2 separate regions of the Muntiacus reevesi genome follow, and region 2 is linked to region 1. Evidence: chromatin contacts called from public Hi-C data. All regions are on one chromosome and are shown on one strand. Each heading gives the region's core, a stretch centred on a gene start, on an enhancer-like site or on the middle of the called end of the contact. The rest is flanking DNA. Distances are from core to core; before and after follow the strand shown.

Evidence for each region. Hi-C and Micro-C count contacts between places; a contact is called where the count stands out from the background.
Region 2: a contact with region 1 is called in a Hi-C map of blood, with 3 times the contacts expected there. The contact joins the promoter of RGMB here to the promoter of RIOK2 in region 1. A contact is called at or near these places in 2 of 3 Hi-C or Micro-C datasets (blood and muscle).

Annotation. Positions count from the first base shown.
Region 1 is chr1:272,502,620-272,509,825 of mMunRee1.1, reverse strand. RIOK2 (RIO kinase 2) reads left to right here and starts at 2,921. Exons shown (of 9, transcript XM_065919299.1): 1 at 2,921-3,462; 2 at 6,389-6,527. The coding sequence starts at 3,397. LOC136157466 (a long non-coding RNA gene) reads right to left here and starts at 2,714. Exons shown (of 3, transcript XR_010661273.1): 1 at 2,613-2,714.
Region 2 is chr1:273,725,222-273,732,427 of mMunRee1.1, reverse strand. It overlaps RGMB (repulsive guidance molecule BMP co-receptor b), which reads right to left and starts at 3,789. Exons shown (of 5, transcript XM_065919420.1): 1 at 3,699-3,789; 2 at 2,611-2,686. The coding sequence starts at 2,615.

The sequences.
Region 1 (7,206 bases), core at 1,672-4,171:
CTGATTAACTCCAGGGAATACCCCAGAATGAACACAGCAATTCTAGCCAATCCAATCAATGAATGGTCACTGTCTGGAGCAGAGTTTGTGTAAACTAAGTACAGAGTTACTAAGCAACTTAGTAAACTAAGTTACAGTTATGTAAACTAAGGTTTGTGCCACAACAAATTAACAATGTCTGCTGAAGTGTTGGATTAGGAGTAGACACTCAAAAGACTCCTGTTTCCCATCCCATTCTTGCTCCATAAATTAGCAATTTGGTTTCTTTAAAAACTTTTTATGTCTTATGTGAATTACAGAAAGAAAAATTCCATTTGAATAAAGGTTCCCATTAGTTGAGCTTAGTTAATCAAAGATTTGCTGCATCCAGGGCTTCTCTGATGGTTCAGTGGCTGAGTCCACCTTCCAATGCAGGGGACGCCAGGTTCTGTCCCCGATCTGGGAAGACCTCACACGCTAAGGGGCAACGAAGCCTGTGTGCCACAACTGCTGAGCCTGTGCTCCCCAGCCCCAGAGCTGCGACTGCTGGGCCCGAGCACTGCGACTACTGAAGGCCTCGCACCTTAGATCTGGAAGGCCCCAGGGAGAAGTCACCATGATGAGAAGCCCTGGCTGCAACTAGAGAAAGCCTGCCCTCAGCAATGAGAAAGAAAGCAAAGGGTGTGTCAAAGGGGTAGATTGTTCTGCTTTCTTCATTTTCTGGTTTCAGGATATTAACTATTCTAGCTGTAAAGACAGGGCTGATTTGACTGTGTGCCTTAGAATTCCAGTGCATGTTCTACTGCTGCTACTGCTGCTGCTGCTGCTAAGTCATTTCAATCTTGTCCAACTCTGTGCAACGCTATAGACAGCAGCCCACCAGGCTCCGCCGTCCCTGGGATTCTCCAGGCAAGAACACTGGAGTGGGCAGCTATTTCCTTCTCCAATGCATGAAAGTGAAAAGTGAAAGTGAAGTCACTCAGTCGTGTCCGACTCTTCATGACCCCATGGGACTGCAGCCTACCAGGCTCCTCGGCCCATGGGATTTTCCAGGTAAGAGTACTGGAGTGGGTTGTCATTGCCTTCTCCGAGTGCATGTTCTACAAAAGAGCTAGTTCTGTGTTTCAACAAAGCAACAAACCCAGATCACCTTGGAGAAGAGGAAAATCAACACTTGGGTCAATGAAAACTGGAGGGGACGGGGGCAGGCATGCAGGAGAGAACACCTGTAAATACTGAGTTCCAAAGTTTACACTGAAAGTTTTGAGCCTGGACCCAGGGAGAGGCTGAACAGCAGTGGTTTGAAATGTGGTCAACCCTGCAGTAGCCCACAATCCTCCTCAAACACATGCAGTGCCCTCACCTCCCATGAGGGGTGAACCAAAATAACTGCCTTTTAAAGGTTTAAAATATATACTTCTGCTTTATTGATTCCGCCAAAGCCTTTGACTGTGTAGATCACAACAAATTGTGGAAAATTCCTGAAGAGATGGGAATACCAAATCACCTTACCCGCCTCCTAAGAACTCTGTATGAAGGTCAAGCAGCAAGTTAGAACCAGATATGGAACAGACTGGTTCCAAATTAGGAAAGGAGTACATCAAGGCTGTATAGTGTCACCCTGCTTATTTAACTTACATGCAGAGTATATCATGTGAAATGCCAGGCTGGATGAAGCACAAACTGGAATCGAGATTGCTGGGAGAAACATTAATAATCTCAGATACACAGATGACACCACTCATGGCAGAAAGTGAAGAGGATCTGAAGAGCCTCTTGATGAAAGTGAAAGAGGAGAGTGAAAAAGCTGGCTTAAAGCTCAACATTCAAAAAACCGAGATCATGGCACCTGGTTCCATCACTTCATGGCAGACGGGGAAACAATGGAAACAGTGACAGACTTCATTTTCCTGTGCTCCAAAATCACTGCAGATTGTGAGGGCACCCACGAAATTAAAAGACGCTTGCTCCTTGGAAGAAAAGCTATGACCAACCTAGACAGCATATTAAGAAGCAGAGACATTACTTTGCCAACAAAGGTCCGCCTAGTCAAAGCTACAATTTTTCCAGTAGTCACGTATGGATGTGAGAGTTGGACTATAAAGAAAACTGAGTGCTGAAGAATTGATGCTTTTGAACTGTGGTGTTGGAGAAGACTCTTGAAAGTCCCTTGGACTGCAAGGGGATCAAACCAGTCAATCCTAAAGGAAATCAGTCCTGAATATTCACTGGAGAGACTGATAGTGGAGCTGAAACTCCCAATACTTTGGCCACCTGATGCGAAGAACAGACTCACTGGGAAAGATGCTAATGCTGAGAAAGACTGAAGGCGAGAGAAGAACGGGATAACAGAGGATGAGAAGGTTGGATGGCATCACCAACTCCATGGACATGAGTTTGAGTAGGTTCTGGTAGTTGGTGATGGGCAGGGAAGCCTGGCGTGCTGCAGTCCATGCACACACGACTGAGCAACTGAACTGAACTGAAAGGCTTAAACCATAGTTCCTTAGATGAGACAAAAACGCAAACATTATCCTACAAGTTTTGTCATCCTTATAAAAAAACAGAATAGGCACCCTTTTTGTCGAGGTCCAAGCTATTAACGGTACGGCTCAGGTTACATTTTTGTTTACCTAGGGAAAAGTCCCAGGACTTGTGTCCGCAGTTCGCCGAAAGCCTTTAAATTAGGCCCTCGATAACAACTGTGTAGTTCCACTGGGAACCGTCCACTTGAGCACTTTCTCTGGAAAAGCGCGAGAGAGATGCCGACTGCAACCCCGCCCTCCCACGTCAGTCCAGACCCCGCCCCCAGGCGGCGCAGGCGCACTGGGGAGTCTCAGGGAGCATCTTCGACCAAGTACGCCAAGTGACGCGAGAGTTCTCTTCCACCATGGCGGCCCGTCGTGAGCATGCGCAGTTAGACACGGACCCGCTCCCGCGATTACTCTTACCGAATAGCCTTGGGTTTCCTGAGTCCAGCTCAAGTTCTTTTTGTCCCTTTCTTGATGTAACTCACTTCATCTAAAGGAGTTGCTGTTTGGAGATAAAACTTGGTCTTCTCATTAAATTTCCACTCTGCTCTTAAAAGGCAGGTCGCGGGCCTTTAGACAGTCGGTCCTGACAGAAATGAAAAAAAACAAAAACGGGGTATGATCTCTAGAGCAGTTAAAGAGTCAGCCAATTCAGCGACATAACAAAATCACTTTACAAAAAGTACTCTGCTTTGTTCCACTATGTGCTTCACCAGACTCAAGATGTTTCATTGCCCCAAGTCAGTGAGAACGGGACATCTACTTAGTGACAAGGACCTGTAGGATAAACTGCGCGTGCGCGAGCCGCCCAGGCGCCGTGAGAAGCGTGAGAAGCTGCGTTAACCGCGCTCCTGGTCGTCCGGGTTTGCCTGAGTTCCGGTCCGCCATGGGGAAGGTGAATGTGGCCAAGTTGCGTTACATGAGCCGGGATGACTTCAGGGTCCTGACAGCGGTAAGAAGTACCCCGTTTTTCCCCCTCCTCTGTCCTTTTCCACCGAGCGTGCCTTTTCTCTTGCTCCAGGTTTGCTGGGAGCTGAGCAAGGCCCCTAGTGCCCCCAGAACGCAGCCGACGTTGGGACTGAGGAAAAAGAAGATCAGATAGTCGGGTTTTTCAAAAGCCTTTGTCCACAAGCTTTTATTTTCCCCCACTTGAAGCAAAGGCCCCCGCTCGTCCGTCCTTTCTGCTCCCCTTCTCCAGAATCACATTCCAGTCTCTGTGGCCTGGGAAGTTTCTTTGACCCTGAGCTTCTTTTTCCGACCGAGAAGGATTTAAGACTTTTCTTTCTTTCTTTTTTTTTTTTTTTTTGTTTAAGACTCTTGAAGAGAATTAATTGGTAGCTGAAGAAAAGTTATGACCAACCTAGACAACATATTAAAAAGCAGAGACATTACTTTGCCAATAAAGGTCCGACTAGACAAGGCTATGGTTTTTCCAGGAGTCACATATGGATATGAGAGTTGGACTGTAAAGAAAGCTGAACGGGAAAGATTGATGCTTTTGAACTGTGGTGTTGGAGAAGACTCTTGGGAGTCCCTTGGACTGCAAGGAGATCCAACCAGTCCATCCTAAAGGAGATCAGTCCTGGGTGTTCATTGGAAGGACTGATGCTGAAGCTGAAACTCCAATACTTTGGCCACCTCATGCGAAGAGCTGACTCATTTGCAGCGACCCTGATGCTGGGAAAGATTGAAGGCAGGAGAAGGGGAGGACAGAGGATGAGATGGTTGGATGGCATTACTGACTGGATGCTTGAGCAAGCTCCAAGAGTTGATGATGGACAGGGAGGCCTGGCGTGCTGCAGCCCATGGGGTCGCAAAGAGTCAGACACGACTGAGCGGCTGAACTGAACTGCATTTCCTACTAACATACTCAGTCACATAGCACTCCTTCAGTTTCACTGAATCAACACATACTTAATGGATTTTTAGTAACAGTTTTAGGGAATTGCAGAGGGTACAGGACAGATAAGAGAAAGGAGACAAGTCATCCAGTAAATGAATAAATAACAGGGATATCAGGTAAAAAGTGTTATGAAGATGATAAGAGGATAATAAAATAGAAACTCAGCATGATGGGGGCAAGGGGCCTGAATACTGTTTTTAAACTCTTCAGTTAGGCAACACTGTCTGAGTGCAAGAATCTTGTCCGTTTTTTAAAAAGTTCTGGCACTTGGTACTGAATAAATACGTGTTAAGTAGAAGAAAGAATGGGGGCGGGGGGTGGAGGAGGGCGGACATAATAGCTGAGTAGAAAGGAACCTGCCGAATAAAGTCCTTGCAAAGAATTTAAGGGAGAGGAAACCAGTGGTTAAGTGCGAAAACCCGCAGGCAGGAACAACTTTTGAAGACTAGAAAGGCCAGGTTGGCTGGAGCAAAGTAAGAAAGAAGCTGAAGAGTTGGAGATGTAACTGGAAAAGATGAGAGCCAGATGATATGCTGTAGATATAGAGCCATACAGGCTTGGTAAAGAATTTAAAATAAATTCTAAGTATAGGGGAGTCCCTGAATGTTTTTAAACAGGAAAGTGACAAAAACTGATTTTATGGTCTTAGCATTGTAGCACAAAGATCAGCACATAGGTTAGGCATTTGCAGAATAAAACACATTTATTTCGGAGCTGTTATCTTTTGCTTAAATAGACATTGCTTAAGGACTAAACTGTGAAATGCAAATTCATTGTAAGATTTGGAAGACAATTTTTTGTCCTCCCATAGATTCTGAAATTCAGGTAGACGTCCTCTAAATACCTAGTGTCAAAAGATACTTTCATTCTCTACTTGTTTAGCACATTAACTCATCCCTTAATGCCACTGTCAGAAATAGGGGGTCAAGAGAATGTTAGAGAAACAGAATAAAGCATGGAAGGTGAATTAAGTTTAAAGTGTGAGATTTTGGTTGGGAAATCAGAACGATGCCAGATTTATCTTCCAAAACTTGACTTTTGCAATTCTTAAGTTCTTTTTGAAGCTCACCAAGGAGTGGCCTAATTGTTAAAATATTTCAGTCTCACTTGAGTCTTACCAGTCTTGATATAGGTGACCACCTTTCCTTCCCTTTATTTCTCCGGTGCCTCCTATATCAATAATCATACTTTGGCTGCCGTTTACCTTTTGGTGTGAATTCCTGCCCAAGTTCTGTCCCTCATCCCTCCTTTTTCTCCCATTATATTCTTGATTAATGATCACGCCCTTTCATGACTTTATCTCTTCATTAAATAATTGACAGATTTTTTTCCTGTAGTTATTACTTCATTCCCAAGTGCAGGTCACCCTTTCCAATTTTCCTTAACATCTTCTTTTAAAGTATCTTTTTGAAGGATCTTCCAACACCTCAAACTCAATGTGCTCAAATAGAATTAAGCAACTTTTCTACCTCCTCACACCTTTCCCAAACTTCATTAAAATAGTGTTTATTATTATCTTAATAATCCTTCCTCTCCTTCAACTTTCACTCTTCATTCACTTTACCCTTCCGTATCAAGTGCCAGTCTCTCCCATACTAATTTCTTCAGTTCTTTCCCACCATTCCCTTCACCTCTCCCCTATTCTGGCTTCTGTCTTCTCTGACTTAGACTGTTGTCTTTGTTCTCCAGTATACCACCTCCAGTTTTTGCCTTCCATAAACTGCTTTGCATATTCCTGCTAAATTAATGTCCTTAAAACAACCTTTTTCATGTATTTCCCTTGACTAAATATTTTCATGAGTTTCCTACTTTCCTCAATATAAAATATGACTAGGGAAGGTAATAATTATATCTCATAATTGCTTCCGGAACTGCGTGGTCAGAGAAGTTTAAAAAAGTTAAGTTTTTACCAGAGTTTTGATAGATAGCGACTGTATGTTGATTATGGTTACATTTTTATTTTCTTCAATTTCAGGTTGAAATGGGCATGAAGAACCATGAAATTGTTCCCTGCAGTTTGGTTGCTTCTATAGCCAGCCTTAAACATGGTGGTTGTAATAAAGTCTTAAGAGAACTAGTAAAACATAAACTCATAGCTTGGGAGCGAACCAAAAGTAAGTATTTGAGGCGCCATTTGTGATTTTCCATGTATTGGCTTCCCCCAGAGCAGGTATTCCAAAAGGCAGATAGAAGTTGTCATGCTAAGAAAACACTAGACCTGGAACTGACACAGCACACTTTTACCATGTTCTGCTCAGAGCAGTCACCAGGCCCACCCAGATCAGAGAAGTTAGAGAAGTAACTTCCACTTCCTGATAAGGGATTCGGAAGTTCCAGGTGCAGAAGAGCAGGTAGAATAGAGATACTATTGCTACTGTCTTGGGAAAGTACAGTCTGCCAAAGGACTCTAGGGCATTCCCTCTCAAACCGCTGTGGTGATGGTTTGTGGTTCTTTTCCACCTTTATAAAGGGTCCATGCCTTTATAAAATAATGTAAATACTAGAAAGATGAAATAAAAAAACTGACAAGATACAGGCACATATTCCTTCTTGTTAGAATTAAAGTAATTTTGTATTATTGATAGAAAAATATTTTAACTTAACCACTTAATTTCAGTTTGTATAGGGCTTCCCTGGTAGCTCAGTTAGTAAAGAATCTGCCTGTAGTGCAGGAGACCCAGGTTCAATTCCTGGGTTGGGAAGATCTACTGGAGAAGGGATAGGCTACCCACTCCAGCATTCTTGGGCTTCCCTGGTGGCTCAACTGGTAAAGAATCTGCCTGCAATGTGGGA
Region 2 (7,206 bases), core at 2,540-5,039, 1.2 Mb before region 1:
ACCGCAGCATGCCAGGCCTCCCTGTCCATCACTAGCTCCCGGAGTTTACTCAAACCCATGTCCATCGAGTCGGTGATGCTATCCAACCATCTCATCCTCTGTCGGCCCTTCTCCTCCCGCCTTCAATCTTTCCCAGCATCAGGGTCTTTCCAAATGACTCTTTTTTTTTTTTTTTTAGTAAACTCAACGCCTTCAGAACTCATTCGGGACTTTCGGTAAAGCCAGTCGCTTTGGAAATGCGAATGTGACCCGCGGTCCGGAACGAATCGGATGGCCTGGGAAGGTAGCCGCCAGCTCCCTGGTGGGGTTCGCGGGCAGCTGTGAGAGGCTCTGGTGTTCCTGTCACTCTGACATTTTTCCCTTCCTGAAAGCAGTTGGGGAGGGGGGTCTGAGAGTAGGGGGAACGTCTACGTGTTCTGTTACACTGTAGTTAGATTCATGAGGATAGTGAGTTTTTAATGCAGTGTAATTTTATACCATGATTTGTTGTTGCTCCGTGGCTTTTCCACAAATGTTCATCGTCTATTAGCAAATTAATTCAATAGCAGTTCCGTTTCTACTTTTGCGATGGGATGGTTCCAAAAATGAGAGGGAAACCAATTGCTGGCGGGAAAAGAGGCTTCCAGAGATACAGGAAGCATGTTTTATGAGGTCGATGATAGGTTCCAATTTGTTATCAGCAGGTGTGAAGTGGTATCTAATCTCAAGAATGGCCTCAAAGGCCAGGAACCACTTCATACTGTCCTCGTCTTTGCCTTTCTCCAACAGTTCAGTGTTCTTGCCTGGAGAATCCCCTGCACAGAGGAGCCTGGTGGGGCTACAGTCCGTAGGGTCGCAAAGAGCCCGACACGACTGAGCGACTTGGCGCAGCAGCCCCGCAAACAGCAATGGGCTGCCGTTTTAAATTCACTTATATCCAAGTCGCAGTCTGCAACTCTACCTGCTACATTACTCAGAATCCCTAATTTAGGAATTTTCGTATCAACCACGGACATGTTAGTATTCCACATGTTAAAAAGTGCCAATCAATGAACCAGGATAATTGAGGGCAAACTTTCCATCGCTCCAGCTTACTCATTACACACGTTCTGAATTATACAAACCACTAGCTCCCTAATGAAGGATGCCTATCTATTTTTACTGCAACTTTTCATTACTTACTTATTACATACTGTGATGACTCAAGTGGTAAACACACCTTTCACTGCCCACGATATAACCCAAGTCTTGTGTGTATCCATAATATGCTTAATAGTAGCTTCAGAGTTGCCTGGAGAAATGACTTTTGGGGGGGGGAGAGTTATGTGATATGATTTTTAGGTGATACTCTGAAGTAAACACTGTTAAGCCCCAAATTGATTTTCTTGCAATTACTACATATTACTAATGAAATCAAGTCAATGAAACCCTGGTAAACCTCTTTTTCAAAGTAATCAATGTAAACAGCGTCTTTCAAAGCATTTTGCTAACAAAGACTAATAGTAAGATGGTTCCTCTTCCTTAACCCAAGATTTAGTTCGACTCCTATGAAAGAAGAATCCCACTTTATTGGCCATACTTTAAAACATGTAACCAAGAGTTAAGGGTCAAATTCAGTTTAGTATGAGTTCAGGAGTTTTTTCACTCCTGATTTTCTATAATTTTCCTCCCTTTCCTCTTCTCCCTCCTATATCCTGTTCCTCAAGTACATGGTTGCTCTAGATTTTACCAACAGAGGGCACCCCCGAGTCACTGCACGTCCTAGCGTCCTGAAATGGAGCTATTGTTTCTTAGAGGAAAAACTTCTTTTGAGGCACTTTATTGCTCCTCTGTTGTAAACGTTTGACAAGCCCAAGATTTATACGCCTAAGAATTCACTTTTTATTGCTGCATAAGTGTTCAGCATGCTAGAGGAAAATGTTAATTTTCACAATTAAACCGCAAGGTGGTTCCTATTTTCACGACATTAGGGTTAGTTGACATTCGCCGGGTACATTCGGACTGTTAACAAGATCCCAAGTCAGCTTGGGAAGCAAGAGCGTGGTGAATGGTCAATTATAGCGAACCCACTTCCCCAGCTAGTATGCCACAAGTTAAGGAGTCTTAAGACTCTACAAAGAAAAATCTGGAGAGGGAGCTAGAACACAAACATAAAATCGATGACTTATAAAAGTTTTATATTTTAATAAAAAAGAAAACCGTGACGTGACAGCTTGCACAACTCAAACAAATCCACCCTGTTTCTTGCCCCTTGTATTCTTTCTTCCTTCCTCTTTGTTTTCAGGAAGAAAAGAGGAAACCAGAACAGTACAATTAGGGGACACAGGAAAGCATCCCACAGTATGAAGGTGCCAAATGGGTAGAAATAAAACACATGCCAGCAACATTAATGGATTCTAAACAGACGTGGTTTCTTTTCGTGAACCTTTACATGATGTCTAACCCCTGTTAATACCCAGAATCTCCATTTGCAGAGATCTACCAGGACCCTCTTCTAACAGACCACCCCGGGGCTACGATGTGTGCCACCCATTTTCGAGGAAAGGTTCCCCGATGTTCCCCGGCAAAGCCGGGGAAAAGCAGCCCGGAGCCCTAGGGCCCGGCGGCTAGCGGCTTGTGTATGGTACTTACATCATTCTTAACCCTTCCGCTCCTGGAGGGGGCTTGGCGGGATCGGGGGACCCCTGAGCTCCGGAACACGCAGCACCTGGGTGTGACAGAGGAGTTCCAGGGCCGGGGGTGAGCGCTGCGCCCCCGGAAGGAGAGGGCCCGGGGCGTGCGTGGGGCTCATCACCCGCTCGTACCCGACTGGCCCCCGCGATCCCTGCGGGCTCAGCCGCGGCTCGCGCTGCTCAGAGCGGCAGGTGCAAAAAGCATTTGGGAGTCGCTTGCCAGCGCGCGGAGGTAATGCGCTTCCTGTCCATTTATCTCAGGAAACCAGCGCAGCCTTCCCTTCCAAACAGAATTAACCTCTCATTAGCCAGCCACTCATTCCCGAGAAGGCCTTAAAAGCTTTACCAGCTCGCTAATGTATTTAGGCTTTTCTTCCAGGCAAACCCAGCCGCTACCGCGACTGCCATCAGCCCCTGGGGGGTGGGGGTGGGGCGTTCCTCTGGGCTCCCCTGGGAGCCAACCGCTTACCTTCTTCGCCCCCATCCCCCACCCCACCCAGCTTCAAGTCAGGGAAACTCTGGCCAACCCAGATCCCCAGGCTGTAATCACGGGCAGACCCGACTTGCTGCGGGAAACAGCCCCAACAAGTCCCCACTGATTTCGCGAGCGCCCCTCGCATCAAAGCCTCCAGCTCTGCGAGCCTCATAGCCGCGGCGAGGGTACCCGGGAAGGAACTTCGACGGCCAGCTGGCCCCGGGTGGTGGGCGCTGACTACCCCCTTTGGGGCGCTAGCCCCGTCCTCAGCACTGAGCAGGGTCGGGCGTGGGGGTTGGGGGGGGCAGTGTTCGCGGGGATCCGGCCGATCCAGCCGACGCCGGGAGTGGGGAATCCAGTGCGGTTCTAGGTCTGCACGTGGCAAGAAGGGGCCTTTTGCAGGGCTGGGCTTTTCTCACCCTGGCGCCCCGCCGCCCCGAGGCGGGCAGATTTATACCACACAGGTGGACGGAGACCTAAACAGAACAGTCCCGGTCGCTGCCTGCCGCTCGCCATCCCCCCCACCCCGGCCCTCCGGCCCACCGCAAACTTCAACAAAATAAACAACTCACCACAGGCATTCCCTTGTCTGCAGCACGACGCTTGCCAGCTGGGAAAATAAGCCGCAAGCCACGCGGCCGGGGCGCTGAGCGAGGCAGCGCGGCGCCCGCTTCTCTTTCCCCGGTGGGGGCGGCGGGAACCTGGGGGGGGCCGGGGAGGGGGGGCTCGCCCTCCCGGTTCCCCGACTGTGAGGGAGCGCCCGGGAAGGCGCTGCGCCCTTGCAGCCGCCGCGATCTCTCCGGCTCCCTAGGGGAGGGGGGCGGGAGGCAAAAAGCCCTTGGCTGCGTCCTTGCTTTCTCCAAGCTGCTGTCTCTTCCCTCCAGTTCGGTTCAGTTCCCTCCCGTTATCAAAGACCAGATCTAGAGGGTCTCCACCCCACCCCTCCACGTCTCCCCCTGCCGGCGCGCGCCGGATCTGGGCAGCTCGGCGGCGGAGGGGCGCGCAGCGGCGGGCCAGGACGCCCAGCCTCCGGGCCCGCTCGCCCGCGTTGCCCCCACCCCGAGGGCCGGCACAAAGAGCCTTTCACGCGGCCAAAGCCACCCTCCTCGCCGGCTGCATTGCCTTTTGCTCCCCCCGCCCCGCACCAAGTATTCCCGGTCGCTGGCTGTGCCAGCTGTCGCCAGGGCAGGGCCGTAGGGAACGTGGGCACGTGGTTCCTACTCTGCGCTTTTCCGCACAAACGCTGATGCCCCCCTTTCCACCCCTTTCCGCTGCCCACCAGCGGCGTCGAAATGCCTTCCTCGCTTTCCATACACGATCTCTGAGTGTCTTCCGAGTAGGTCTAAACTGGGGGAGGGGGGCAGTATTGGTCCTCTGGAGTTTCGCTGAAATAAGGAATCCAGCGATCTGTCCTGTCCCTCTAAAAGGGGCTTGAGTTTATAGCTTAGGACAAGCCCAGGACAACGATTTGGGAATCACGAGGGGAGAGAGGGGCTTTCCTGGTAGCACAGTTGGTAAAGAATCAGCCTGCAATGCCGGAGGCCTGGGTTCGATCCCTGGGTTGGGAAGATTCCGCTGGAGAAGGAAATGGCAACCCACTCCAGTATTCTTGGCCTGGCGGGCTACAGCCCATGGGGTCGCAAAGAGTCGGACACGACTTAGCGACTAAACCATCCCCCCGCCCCCGCCCCACCACCACCAGGGGAGAGACATCTAAGACACAGGTGAGGAAGCGTGTTATAAAGAACAAGGCCAGCCCACGCAGTGTTCAAGGGAAGACAGTCCCTTGGGTAAGAGCAGAAGGTGGGATGGCAGCGGGGGGCTAGAGGGAAGGGGCTAGCTGACCTTCCAGAGTTGAAAATAAGCATCACGGTTACTCAGCAGGAGCTATGATTATTCTATGCAATCAACGCCTGAGACGAGTAGGCTGCTTCTCCTCGTTTGGGCAAATAGCCCAGCGTCTTGACCTAGGCATTTCACCTTCTGCCTCCTTAGAAGTTTCTCCGACCCTCTCTAGCTTTTCTTCGCCTTCTACAGTCCCGCCTCTGGGGCCGCTCGGTCTGTCGCTAGAGGCAGCGAAGAGCAGGGCAAAGAGGGCGCAGTGGGAATCCAGGGAGCCCGGTCCTTCAGGGACTTTTTGAAGAGGAGTCAGACAACTGGGTCACTATCGCGAAAGGTGGGGTTAGGGGCAGTGGCCGGGTTCCTTCTGGTTCTGAAATCCTATGATGAGACACGCCCACTGGCATCCTCTCTGTAGGTTCCTTTTTCCTTTTTATTTTTTCCATTTATCCACTTGGCTTTATCTTCTCCAAGTGCCAATCAAATTGGGAAAAAGAAAAAAAACCAAACCCAAAACTGGGGATGTTTCATGATAAACGTAAGATACATTGAAAAATGCTCTTTTTGCTACTGAGAATTAAAAAAAAAATAATCACCCTCAGCTCCTGGTCCACAGAAACAAGGAATTTTAATGTCCTCACTTTGAAAATCCGCTTCAACAATCAGTAGCGCAGAGCTTTGATTTAAAACCTAAAGGCAAAAAAAATAAAATTTAAAAAAAAAAAAAAAAACCTAAAGGCAAGCCTCCTGTGTTTTTCTTTTCCCTTCCACCAACACAAAGACAAGCTGCCACATAAAATAATGATGAACAAGAGTTCAAAGCAAGCCCAGGGAGCCAGCCCAGAGGACGTTTGCTAATGCAGCCCCAGTCCTTCACCACAACCCCTGCTAAAGCTGGCTTTGGACAGCACATAAATAGTAGGCAGGAGCTGCCAGACCCCTTTCCCTTCACCCCTTCCCATAAATATTGGTCAGTGGAACCTGTGTGCTAACTTGTCAGTCATCATGTAAATGCATTAATCAAATCAATACACATAACTTTCCCTTAGCCTCATGGGAAAGCAGGATAGCTTCCCTGGTGGCTCAGAGGGTAAAGCGTCTGCCTGCAGTGCAGGAGACCTGGGTTTGATCCCTGGGTCAGGAAGATGCCCTGGAGAAGGAAATGGCACCCCACTCCAGTACTCTTGCCTGGAAAATCCCATGGACAGAGGAGTCTGGCAGGCTACAGTCCATGGGGTCATAAAGAGTCAGACTGAGCGACTTCACTTTCACTTTCTTTCATGATTCTTTCCAAAATTTTTGATTCACTACTCACTTTGGAATCTTTAGCCTTACTTCTCCCTCTGGACAAACTTGACTATTTTCTGTGAATCCTTTGTGAAAGCAAAACAAAAAAAGGTGAAATTTCATAATGAAGTATTAATTTTTAAACTATAAATCTCTTCTTCAGTTTCAACAAAAGAATTTTACAACTGCTTAGCTTTCATACCAATGCACACTTAAAAATTATAATATTGAAGATAATTCTTAGGTACACTTTCTTTGGGAAATATAAGTTATTGTTTAAACAATAGTGATGGAGGAACATTTTGACCTTGTCTAATTCTGTTCCGTTCATTTCTATCCATCACACTACCCTCATGACCATCCCATTCATATATGCTAACAATGGTTATATTTCTAATTAAATACCACAGTGTATGTTTCATTAGTAAAAGAACATGGTTTATTTCCCATCCACTGCCCTCCCCCATTCTTTATCTTATTTAGTGCTCCATAACTTTTTTCTCTTATTTCATTTTTATCTCTTTTTTCTCATACCAGCCAGAATAAACCAAAGATGGGAATAGAAAAAAGACAGAAAAATAGCTTTCAGTGTTTGACTTAGCGTTTCTCTATTGACTGCAAAGAAACCTTCTAATGATTCAATGTGCATTTGTACCATCCTCTGAATTTCCACTTACACCTGCTAGAATTTTAGCATTTAAAATGTTCAGCTAATGTACACATTCAGCTCTCCAGCTGTCAAGTTTATAGTTTGTTTACTTTTGATATTTCTAAGTTTGTCCTTTTCAAATTGAAAGAGTAACCTCAATGATCAAGCACCATATGAATCCAGTTTTCAGATTCTCTTGTTTTCCTTTCCTTTTTTTTTTCCATGTATTTTTGGCTGTCCTGGGTCTTTGTTGCCGCACACCAGTTTACCAGCTTCCTCCAGTTGCAGTGAGGGGGGCTGCTCTT